Linked DNA regions of Zea mays: all the other regions are linked to region 4. A link is a contact called in public Hi-C data. All regions are on one chromosome and are shown on one strand. The core of a region is the stretch at or near the end of the contact, and the rest is flanking DNA. Distances in the headings are between cores, read along the strand shown.

Region 1 (2,700 bases), core at 200-2,699, 250 kb after region 4:
TTAGTCAAACCTAATAGAGAAGCACTTGAGTGGTAGCAACTTCATGTGACAGACCTAGGCATTCCATATTATACGTTTTAATGTTCAGCTCATTATCAGAAATTAGGAATCAAAATTCAAATCATATTAGTGTGATGTACAACGTTATCTCAACTAACACTACATCCAGTGATTCAAAGTCCACAAGTACCACATAAATGTCATATTTTCACAAGCTATTAGATGTGTGTCCCAGTTCCAAAGCACCAATACATGTCATTCAGACATCCAAATTGTGAAACTTAAATCTCTGTTTCTGAAGCCCTTCAAACTAGCCTCAGTGAAGTTAAAAATTCTGTAGTTTGGTTGATTGTGGAGTTAGGAATGAGTTCAAAGATATCAGTGCATTCTTAGCCACCGTTGACATCCTGCCAAAAATCCTTGTCCAGTGACCGTTCAAGCAAGATTAACAGAATTACAGAATTATTCAAATCCTATGTAAGAACTAATTATGTCCTGGTAAGCTTGTCCATGTAATAAGAATTAAAAAATTCCTTCCATCAAAGCGTCCATCATGTAAAATTTCTGACATGTAAAATCTCGTATGTCCTTTCATGTGTTTTGATTATTCTCTCTTTTTTTACGATGGATGTGAACCTCTTTTTATGTCAGGAATAATCTGTATATACCTTGTTCTCCCTGAGGCAAGCGGTGTGCATGACGACGAGAGGCGGCACAACGTCGGCGACAACGGGCGGCCTGGACTCCATGACGAGGCATCGGGCGCCGACGGCCACGGTGTGCATGACGGCCAGCGGAGGGCACCGCTCGCTGGGCGGGGAAATGCGTTCAACGCGGATTTCTCGCGCCCACGCCGCCATGGTCAGGCCCGCGCTCGCCTCGCCCTTGGGCCACACCTCCACCTCTCCGATTGAGGTGTTCACGTAATAAACCATCGACTTGAACATTCTCTCCAGATCCAGCAAAAAAACAAGCAGATCCAAAACGGATCAAGCAGATCCGCAGGGTCAAGGGTTCGTTCTGGACGTCCAAAACAAGGGCCCTGGTTCTCAAGGTAGATCTGCAAGCCTTGCAGGTCGGTTCTTATGAATCGTCCGAAACAGCAAAAAAAAACACACAAAAACAACTGATAGGGGGGAAGCCAGGTAGATGTGTTTGTGTGTGGTCTTAATCAACGATGTTTAAGATCGTGTTCGAATTCTTCACTGTCTCTGACAGACTTTGTGCGTCAGGTGAAGATTCGCAGGGTGGCTCGCTCAAATCTAGGGCAGTTCGTGCGCCACCGCGTCTACGGCGGCCGAGTTGGGGAGGTGGGAAGGGGAGGAGAGGAATGTGAACTGTGAAGTCGGGAGAGGCGTGAAACCCTAGCTTTTGATGGGATTGCAGCACCGAGCTGGAGAGCGCATGGATTTATTTTGGCAGGTGGAGGGGGATGGGGCATGGGGGTTGCGGCAGGCACGGGAGAGGGCGTGGGCGGATAGGGATAGCCGGATATAGGCATGGGCAAAAAGAACCGGAACTGAGGAACCGAACCGAAATAACCGAGAACCGAAACTGAACTAATCGAACCGAAGGAACTGTTATGAAATTCGGTTCTGGTCTTTTGAGAACCAAAATAAATGAGATATTTTCGGTTCTGCACTCCAAAGAACCGAAAAACCAAAAGTATTAGATTCAATTTGTTACATGTGTTTGTAACTTCGGATGTTGTTTTATCGACTTATGTTGAACCTCTAATCATCCATGTATTATCTATGAAATTATGGTCATTGTGCACTTGTGGTTGTTTGTGGGAAGATGTTGCTGAAATTTCTCATAAAAGTTGTCGTTATTCAGAATTTTAGAGTGATTGTACAGTTCGGTTAGAACCGAGGAACCAAACCGAAGAACCGAGAATCGAACTAGTCGGTTCTGGTTTCTTTATCTTTTTATTTCGGTTCTAGTTTTTGAAGAACCGAGAAACCGAACCGAAGTACCAAACGCCTAGTCCTAGCCGGATAGCTTGCTCCGTTTGTATTATCGCCTGGCAACTGCTGTCGCCGTGCTTTTTTTATTTATCGCATTTTAAAATAAATTAACTGAGTGACAAATATTTTAGGACATAGTTAGTATTATAAATTTATGTGTGTTTTTACATTTTTTATTTTGTATTAATAAAAATTGTACTATAATCACTTTTATAATAATCATGTAATTAAATTATTGAAGTTGTAAAAATAATATTTTATAAATTTATTATTTACTCCATTAATATATTAAATTTAAATTTTAATTCGTTTTGTGTTAAAAGGTACAAACAGTCTAATTTTTTATATCTTAGTAAATAAGATAAATTAGAACCTAAATTTTATATATCAGTAAAATAAATAATTAAGTATATCTGAAATACTCTTTGAAATTCGAAATAGTTTAATTATACAATGGCGGTATGAAAAACTTGACAGTTGTAGATTTTTTCTTCTAATTTTTCATTTACGCCTCCTCCATGGCAAAATAGTTTAGTTCTAGGAACGTGTGGTGGGCGGGAGGGTGTTTGACCGCTTTTTTACAAAGCAATGTTACTAGAGAATGAGAGAGATCGATCGTTTTTTCTCCATAATTCTTGCTAAGTGGTTATCCAAAAAATAGATGTTTTAATCACATAATAAAAGATTTTCTAAGACCATTTGCATTAACAGGGTCGTACCTGAGGGGTACAGA
Region 2 (2,700 bases), core at 170-2,669, 230 kb after region 4:
GCGCAAGAAAACGCTCCGGTGAGCGTGGACCGGGCGCAGTAGGGAGGGAGAGGGCACACCGAAGGGTGTCCCGAGTAGTTGACGGCAAGGCGAAGCTCACCGTGGCACTGGACGGGACACGAGCGCAACGGCGCCCATGGAACAGACGGTGGACGACAGCGGGCGGTGGCGGAGCTCTCGGTTCGCGCAGGCAGAGCGAGAGAGAGGGCGAGGGAGCTGGGCAGAGGGCACAAATGAGAGAGGGGAGGTGGGCAAGCAGGGCGCGGGGGTTAAAAGGGCCGCGAGGGCTCGGACGTGGCCGGAGAACGTGCAGTCGTGGGCGCGTCCACGGCGGGAGATCGTGGGCGAGAGGTTAGGGACGAGCTGACAGGTGGGGACGTCGGGACAGAGAGAGAGAGGGAGCAGGTGCGCGCGAGGGAAACAGCGCCGACAGGACTGGCCCATGGGACAAAGAGAGAGGGAGAGGGAAGCGCGCTTGGGTTGGCGCCGACAGGCGGGACCCGCCTATCAGACGCAGGGGGCACGCGGGCGCGCGCGTGGGCTGGGCTTAAATGGGTCGGCTTAGGCTGAAATGGCCTTTTCTATTTTCCTGGAATATCTATTGCCTTTTCTATTTATTTTCTCTAGGGTTTTCAATTCAAATCAAATTTCAAATTCAAACCAAACCAACCATGTGCAACAATTCAAAGAATATTTGTGGTTCAATATGATGCAACATTCCATGACTCATATGTTTTGGGCAAAATAAAATAAATAATCCTTCACTAATACAACTAACTCTAATTAAAAGAGAAAGAGAGAGGGGAAACTAGAGAGAGAAACTGAAGTGAGATAGAGAAGAGTAACACCTGAATTTGGATGATTATAAGAAAGAAATTTTATACCCCCAAATTCAGGGTGTTACAGACACCTATAATGTTTTCGTCCCATTTTCATCAATAACAAAACAACAAAAAATTATCAAAATGTCCATAATTACAAATTTAAACGGACCAGAGCTAAAAAGAGACCTAGGTAAGAGACATATGGGCCTATTTAGTTCAGCTTTTTTCTGACCAGCTTTTCCGAGAATCAGATATGGGGAGAATCTGGCTGTGTAGAGAATCTGAGTATCATTAGAATTACGTGCGGAAGAAGATAAAGTTGTCCATGGGGCTCAGGATCTATAAAGTGACGGATTACTACTATTGCGACGACTCAACCGATTATATATTTATGTTGATTTTGAATGGTTTTTACCCAAACAAATTTTATAGAAGCTGGTTGAAAAGCTAAATGTTTGATAATCCGCAGCAGCTTTTGGTGGCCAGAAAACTGCGAAAAGCCGAAAGAATCAGGGACATAGCATAGGCCCAGCTCGATCGGGCCAGGACCGGCCTGGACCGTGCCAGGTCAGACAGCCCAAATAACCACGTAGGCATAGAAAGGTCGATACAATTGTTTTTGCACGAAATATATTGGACTGAAAAACAACCGCTTAGTTTGAGCCTACATGCTCGCTGGAAACTTGAGCTCTCCAATGTTAGTTGATGTAAGCACTCAATTCACTGATTAAGCTACATGTGACTAGTCGGTGCACAATGAGATTGAGGGGAAGAAAGAATTACGGATAATTTGGAAACCACAGGATTTTTATTTTTCGAAGAGAAATTACTTTATTTTTTTCTTAGAAAAATAGGAATCCTTTGGAAGAATAGAGTTTCCAAACTAGCCACAGTTTAGAAGTCCAAAAATCGGAGGAGATTGGAGAAGCTAATACCCTTGAATAAAAAAAGTGGGTTTTAACCCCTCCAGTTCCCTCCGGTTTTTGGACTCTTAAACTGGCCCTTAGAGAGGCAAATTTCCAGCCTTGCAAAGAAATGGGCCATATATTACAAGATGACTACAGCATACAAATGAATGATGTAAGCCACTGGATTCGTGTTGCTTGCCTAGAGTACAGCTACAAAGATGACTACATGTCTACATCAATGCAATGTTAATACTATCAAGTGATCGATTTTGTGCTACAACTTACAACTTGCCTAAAAACTTATCAGAAATAAAAACTGGCTACCTGCTAAGACTCCGAGCTACAGAGGTCCAACTTTCACCTAAACCAAAGGAAGGGTAAAAATGCCCAACCACGGCGCTGCTCTTTGATCCATGGACACACACCAAAAAAGAAATGGAGCTGCATGCCGGTCCCTGGTTCAACCGTTAAACTTCCAGGTCAACGATTATGCCAAGTTGACAACATGGGGTAACACTTGTGACTGGTAAGATCATGGCAATGAAATTCTGCATAAAGTTATGGCCACCATTAATCCTTCAATCTCTTGGCGCTTACTTAAATGAAGTACGTATTTTATATTCGTCGGTACTCTCAGCCAGTGGCAGCTTGTGAGAGCCTTGGAAGCCAACTATAAGCCAGGAATCTACGGCTTGCATTCAATGTGTGAAGACCTGACAGTTCAAAGCTTCATCCAGTTTTGAAGTTTAGCGCCCAGGCACATCATTTATGCAGACCTCTTAAGGAACATGACCTTCGATCCTAGAATATGTTCCGTAAGGAACTCTTTGTACGGTCCTTGGAAAATCTGGCTTGAACCGCTTGTTAAAATTTGGTGCCAATGACCTGGAGTAAACAAGAATTAGTCATTCAAATAATATGAAATATAAGCTATAAACATAAAATACTTTGATGGGAATCTAGTCCAC
Region 3 (2,700 bases), core at 68-2,567, 190 kb before region 4:
CTTGTTTAATTGGATGGAACAAACCTTCTAGCTTTTACTAAGCCATGATATACCCATAATCTTTTTAGAGTTTTAGAAACAGCACTTAGAATGTCTCTATGTATATGAATAAACTACGGATTTTACACGCTGACTTATAAAACTAAACAAAGTTTTTCTATCACATTTTTATTTATTTATATACCTAATACCTTACCACCACACCAAAGAGACCCTAATAGAGTGTTTGGTTTGAGAAATGATATAGTCTATCATCTCTCACTCCTCATTTTTTGTTTGGTTTGTGGAATGAAGTGAGTTAATCCATCACCACCTCATTCCTCATAAGGGCTGATTTGGTGACCAGTGATCACGGGAGGATTGGAGGGGATTGAGGGGGAAATTAGTTCATTTCCCCCTCAATCCCCCGGGATCCCTTTGTCACCAAATCAGCCCTAAATAGTTGTTTAGTATTAATATGTGGAATAAAGTCATCCCACCAAATTTAAGAAATAGACTCATGATACACCACTTCATTTTGGATAGAGTGATTCATCACACCAAACACCTCATAAAGGACAGTCTTTGGCATGGCTCTTCTCACCTTCGGCTCTAGAACTGTAAAAGCGTTGTAGCACGGAGCCGATTGAGCTACAAATGGTTAATAGCTTCACGCTACAGGCAACGAATTGATCGAAGCATGGATTGACCGATTGGGCATGACTTCACAATCTTTGTGCTACTCGACATTACATGGCGTCAGTAGTTCAGTACAACAGTCTTGTGTCATTATGACTTCTATATTTTTGTTAATCGCTAACTACTATAGTTACAACAGCAAGGCCGAAATGCCGAAGAAATTAAAACACGAATTGCAGACAGCGCGACAGAGCACGTACGTGGGGTTGTAGCAGTGCCTGTGTCCCCAGCCCAGAGCTGGCTTCAGGCTAGTTGTGCAGTGGGTTGGGGCCCTGGGGAACCAGCCTCTTGGACTCGCCCTGCACCGCCCTTGCGCCCATGTCGCCGCCGACATCGGGCGGCGCCGTCCGAGGCGGCGGGCGCACCGTCCACAGGACGGCGCCGCCGTGCTTCCGCGCCGCGGTCGCCGCATCGGGCTTCGGAGCTCTGCAGCTGATGTAGGTGAAAGTGGCCAGGAGCAACAACAGGAGCATGGCCGGCGACGATGGAGCGTGTCTCATGGCTGGCCGCTAGCTTCTCCGACTCCACCGGCCGGGAGCAGCTATGCAAGCGCAAGGTAGCTAGCTACAAGTGGCGAGAGTTAGGAGGCGCTCCTTGTGCTGTGGAGTGTGCTGTGTGTGGAGAGGACGGGAGGTAGTGGGAGTCTGGGAGATGGCCAGATGGGCGCCAGGAAGTCTCAGGTGACCCATGCATGGGCTTGGAAGAAGGCACCACGCGTTTATATTTTAATCGGTTCGTGTGGTCATTTATATGCATTAAATATGGTGGTGCCGGTGGTAATGGTTCATCCAGTACAAACCGTGTCAAAATGCCCCTATAATTGTTGCCTTAAAGCGATAGATCCACACAATTAACAATTAGCTCCTAATCGATATGAACACATGGTTAATATGTATGTTATTTTACTGCAACTCTATATTGTAGGGTTGTATTATACACTTACGTGTAGGAGTTGTTTGAAACCCTAAATATATGAACTTATGTTTTTTTTTATGAATACTAGCATACTAAGTCGAGTAACTGCTATGCTAATTGGGGATCTCGGTAGAAGTCGAGTGATTTTTCTAGCACTCGCGCGAGGTCAAAAATTGACTGTACTCATCTTGATGAAGGGATTATGATTGTTTGTGGACACGAATCCCTGGGGATACTCTGTCTATGGAACGGAATTGGAATAAAGATTAATGTGTGGTACCGTGTGTCAAGCTTTTGAAAGCACTAAACACATGCCGAGAAATATGGTAAATCGGTAAGCCTAGTATCTGAGTAAAGCCAGGCGTGGACTTTCCCCCTCACTTGTTCTGAGACTTGGTCTCCTATTTCGAATATGGTGGGTACAAGGACAGTCACAACAAGGCTAGGTCCGGGGTAGTGGGGCATTGTATCTAAGACAGTGGGCCCTGGCCACGAACGGGGGATCAATAGGGGCAGTTGATATGTGTGGGGGACGGAGTGCCCCTACATGTCATGTCGTTTAGGTTTCCATTGCAAGGTTAATACTCGATTTGAATCGAGTGCTTCTCGCGACTAATGAGACTACTTGATACATGCTATTATATCGAGTAAGAAGTGTAATGAGGTTTCATGATATAAAGCATTGTTTGCAATAAATGCTTGTTACCATGTGTGATTAGAAGGATGCTAACCTAGACTAAAGAATACTCTAGAACTTCAAAAGCTAAAACTTGATTAGACACAACTAGTGCTTTTGGCAACCAAACTAAAAGGGAAATAGGCTCACCTTTTTCTAAATGATTTTGGTGGTTGAATTGTCCAACATAAATTATTGGACTAACTAGTTTGCTCTAGATTATAAGTTCTACAGGTGCCAAAGGTTCAACACAAACCAATAAAAAGTCCAAGAAAGGGTTCAAATAAAAAGAGCAAAAGACAACCGAAGGCAACCCTGGTCTGGCGCACAGGACAGTGTCCGGTGCACCAGGGAGATCAACTCCAAACTTGCCACCTTCGGGTTTCTGGAATTGCCCCCCGCTATAATTCATCGGACTGTCCGGTGTGCCA
Region 4 (2,700 bases), core at 30-2,529:
CCCTACCATACCCAAACTACAAAATACATCGGCCGGAAGAGTCGAATAAGAGAGGAATCCAAGCGTCAGAAATACTAGCATAGTAGCATGTCATGATAGAGTACGCAAATAACCAACAAATGACAGCAACCACATCTTCACGCATCTTACAAAATTAGGGCCCAACATGTTAACATAAATGAAAAAATAAACTGTGAAAAATCAAATGATCGATCAAGAGTTCAACCAAGGAAATCGCGAGTTGAGCACAAGGGCCGTAGTAAAGCAGACAGAAACGGCATTGCCCAGACTCAGTATCCTGGGCAGCAAAATGTTTACAAGTTACCCAAAAACGGGGGAAAACACTATAAGCTACCTGCTCCGGTGCGGGTGCCTTCTAATAAGAGAATCCACACCCAAACCCTCCAATGTCGAATCAAACGACCACGGGTGAACACACAACACGAGCACCAAAACTGAAATCGAGCGCAGGCTGGAAACTAAAATCAGAGAAATTACAAAACAGCATGACCACCCAGACTCAGAGTCCTTGGGCAGCAAAATGTTTACAAGTCACCCAAAAACGGGGGAAAACACTATAAGGTACCTGCTCTGGTGTGGGTGCCTTCTAATAAGAGAATCCACACCCAAACCCTCCAATGACGAGTCAAACGACCAACGGGTGAACACACAACACGAGCACCAAAACTGAAATCGGAGAAATTACAAAACAGCATGACCTCTCAACACCGATGCAGCCCCCCCCCCCCCCCCCCCCCCCCCCCAAAAAAAAAACAAAAAAAAAACAGAAACGAGCCGGAGATACCTACACTTAGCTAAACAACCGCGGGACACCATGGCGGAGCAAAGCGCACGAGATCAACCTCCGCCCCCAAACAAAGCAAGGCCGCAGTGGGGTTCTAGTGCATTCTACAAGGTTCGGGAGTGAGTGAGGGAGGGAGGGGGCTTACGGCTTGTAGGGACGACCCTCGCCGCACGCGGGCCGCTCCACAGCACACTCCGCCCCCGCTGCTGCTCGCCGCGGCCCTTTCCTGTTGCTTGTTGGTTTCGCGTGTACGCTGGGGACTTTAAAGGGAGAAAGAAGTGGTCTGGCCCACCTGGAAGTGGTGGTCGAAGTTAAATCGAGGGCGGAAGGCGTTTTAATTCGGGGATACGATGGATCCGTCGTGGTCTATTGAGGTCTAGGTGTTCATCCGTAATTCCGATTTGGGGCCCTCCCGCTCCGCCTTTCCCCCATTTTGCCGCTGTTCGTATGGTGATAGGGTGATGGCTGTCATTCGGTTTGGGTTCACTGTACCTTTAACGGTCTCAAGTTTCCAGCATGGAAACACGAGAATCAAAAGAAATTATCAGTTGTTTTCGAACGAGGGATTGTCAATAATGTCCCGATCCTCGGATTACCGATGATAAGTCTCCATCAAACCTGGGTTGGGGTCCTATTTCGATTTGTATTACTAAAGATTCTGAAATCTGGATTATATGGCATGAAAAGGAATTAAAGATTTTAAGAGTTTGCCTCACTATTTTGCATGCCTGTTTGGATAGTGTACAGATATTTTTATCAGAATCCCAAAATCTTTGACACGGCCCTTGAAAAGGATAGAAGTGTTACAAAATATTGTTGTGATCAATTCAACCCCAAGGGACACACCCCTTGGGTAGTACCCTTACAGTTGTATATATTCACAAACTCTCTACAATAAAGCAACTGTTACTGTCATTTGTCTCTGTCCTTTCTCCCTTTACCACTGAGCACTGCAAAATAGTTCAACACGTTATCAGCATTGTCTCAAAGGGAAATCAGAGGAAGAAGGAAGAACACTTGTTGTTCTTGACAAGAACAATAACAGCAATCTGCAAATCAACAGCAAGGTATGGAGCATACCATTTCCATGCGCATACGTCGTATGCACGAAGTTCTACACACTGTTGATGATGCGATGTTGGAGGCGTTCGCCACTGGGCAAGCCGCAGCGCTTCCACCAGTGCACTGTGCACGAGATCCCTAAACGCCGCGTGCAAGTGCAAAACGTGCACTTCTGCGTGCTGCATGGGTGGGCAGCGGTCGTCCCACTGCCGGTGGTGGAGTGCGGCCTCCCCACTGCATCCCCGTCACCACCGGTGCTGGTGGTTGACGCGGGGTCGTCTGCATCTGCCCCCATGAAAGTCGATTTGGCGGCACCACCGCCGCCTCCACCCACTGCAGGGGCAGTTGAACGTCGTTCCCCTTTGCCGCCGGCATCGGTGCTTGTTGGAACCATCGCTTCCCGTCGTGGACAGCCCCCTCGCGTCGTCGACGCTCCACGAGGACGCGTCATCTTCACTGGCCACCGCCCAAACGGGGTGGCCCTATCTTCCTACCCCAATGGGAGGGCCTAATGGCCCTCTGTCCGGCCAGTGGCGGTTGCCATCACGACGGCCGGTTGGGGGGAGGGGGTGGGGGAGTGGGATCGCCTGGAACATCAAGGTCGGCCTAGGCGCGGGCGAGGCCATCGCGCGGGCAAACGGTGGGACTCGGCCAAGAGCGAGCAGCACCGCGACTCGGGCCAAGCGAGTGCCACGCTAGCTCCCTAGAGCGGCCACGGATCTGCCCTATGGCGGGCGTGCCTCCCTGCGCAGTACAGCTCACAGCGCGGTCTCCTGGCGAGGCCGCGGCGGCCCAGGGTGCGGGTACCGGCCGGCGGTGCGAGGTTGCGGCGA

The links. Hi-C and Micro-C count contacts between places; a contact is called where the count stands out from the background.
Region 1: a Hi-C map of leaf shows a contact between it and region 4, with 2.5 times the contacts expected there. The contact joins the promoter of LOC100383723 here to the promoter of LOC100192866 in region 4. A contact is called at or near these places in 6 of 25 Hi-C or Micro-C datasets (bundle sheath, ear, leaf and 1 more).
Region 2: a Hi-C map of tassel shows a contact between it and region 4, with 4 times the contacts expected there. The contact joins the enhancer-like site here to the promoter of LOC100192866 in region 4. A contact is called at or near these places in 8 of 25 Hi-C or Micro-C datasets (ear, endosperm, leaf and 2 more).
Region 3: a contact with region 4 is called in a Hi-C map of ear, with 1.6 times the contacts expected there. The contact joins the enhancer-like site here to the promoter of LOC100192866 in region 4. A contact is called at or near these places in 2 of 25 Hi-C or Micro-C datasets (ear and tassel).

Annotation. Positions count from the first base shown.
Region 1 is chr4:151,892,185-151,894,884 of Zm-B73-REFERENCE-NAM-5.0, reverse strand. It overlaps LOC100383723, which reads right to left and starts at 1,449. Exons shown (of 16, transcript NM_001321632.1): 1 at 669-1,449. The coding sequence starts at 947.
Region 2 is chr4:151,912,175-151,914,874 of Zm-B73-REFERENCE-NAM-5.0, reverse strand. It overlaps LOC100383723, which reads right to left. Exons shown (of 16, transcript NM_001321632.1): 16 at 1,968-2,617. The coding sequence ends at 2,512. Among protein-coding and RNA genes, the nearest start is that of LOC100383723, 20 kb to the right of the region's middle. Within about 2 kb of position 1,419, at least 9 of the 20 cell types and tissues checked have an H3K27ac peak or open chromatin away from gene starts, as enhancers often do. A contact at or near this core is called in ear, endosperm, leaf and 1 more, where this site is marked.
Region 3 is chr4:152,330,383-152,333,082 of Zm-B73-REFERENCE-NAM-5.0, reverse strand. No RefSeq gene overlaps it. Among protein-coding and RNA genes, the nearest start is that of LOC100286263, 6.6 kb to the left of the region's middle. Within about 2 kb of position 1,317, at least 8 of the 20 cell types and tissues checked have an H3K27ac peak or open chromatin away from gene starts, as enhancers often do. A contact at or near this core is called in ear and tassel, where this site is marked.
Region 4 is chr4:152,144,007-152,146,706 of Zm-B73-REFERENCE-NAM-5.0, reverse strand. LOC100192866 reads right to left here and starts at 1,279. Exons shown (of 11, transcript NM_001358594.1): 1 at 951-1,279. LOC103653834 (a long non-coding RNA gene) reads right to left here. Exons shown (of 2, transcript XR_565747.1): 1 at 1,886-2,700; 2 at 1,556-1,755.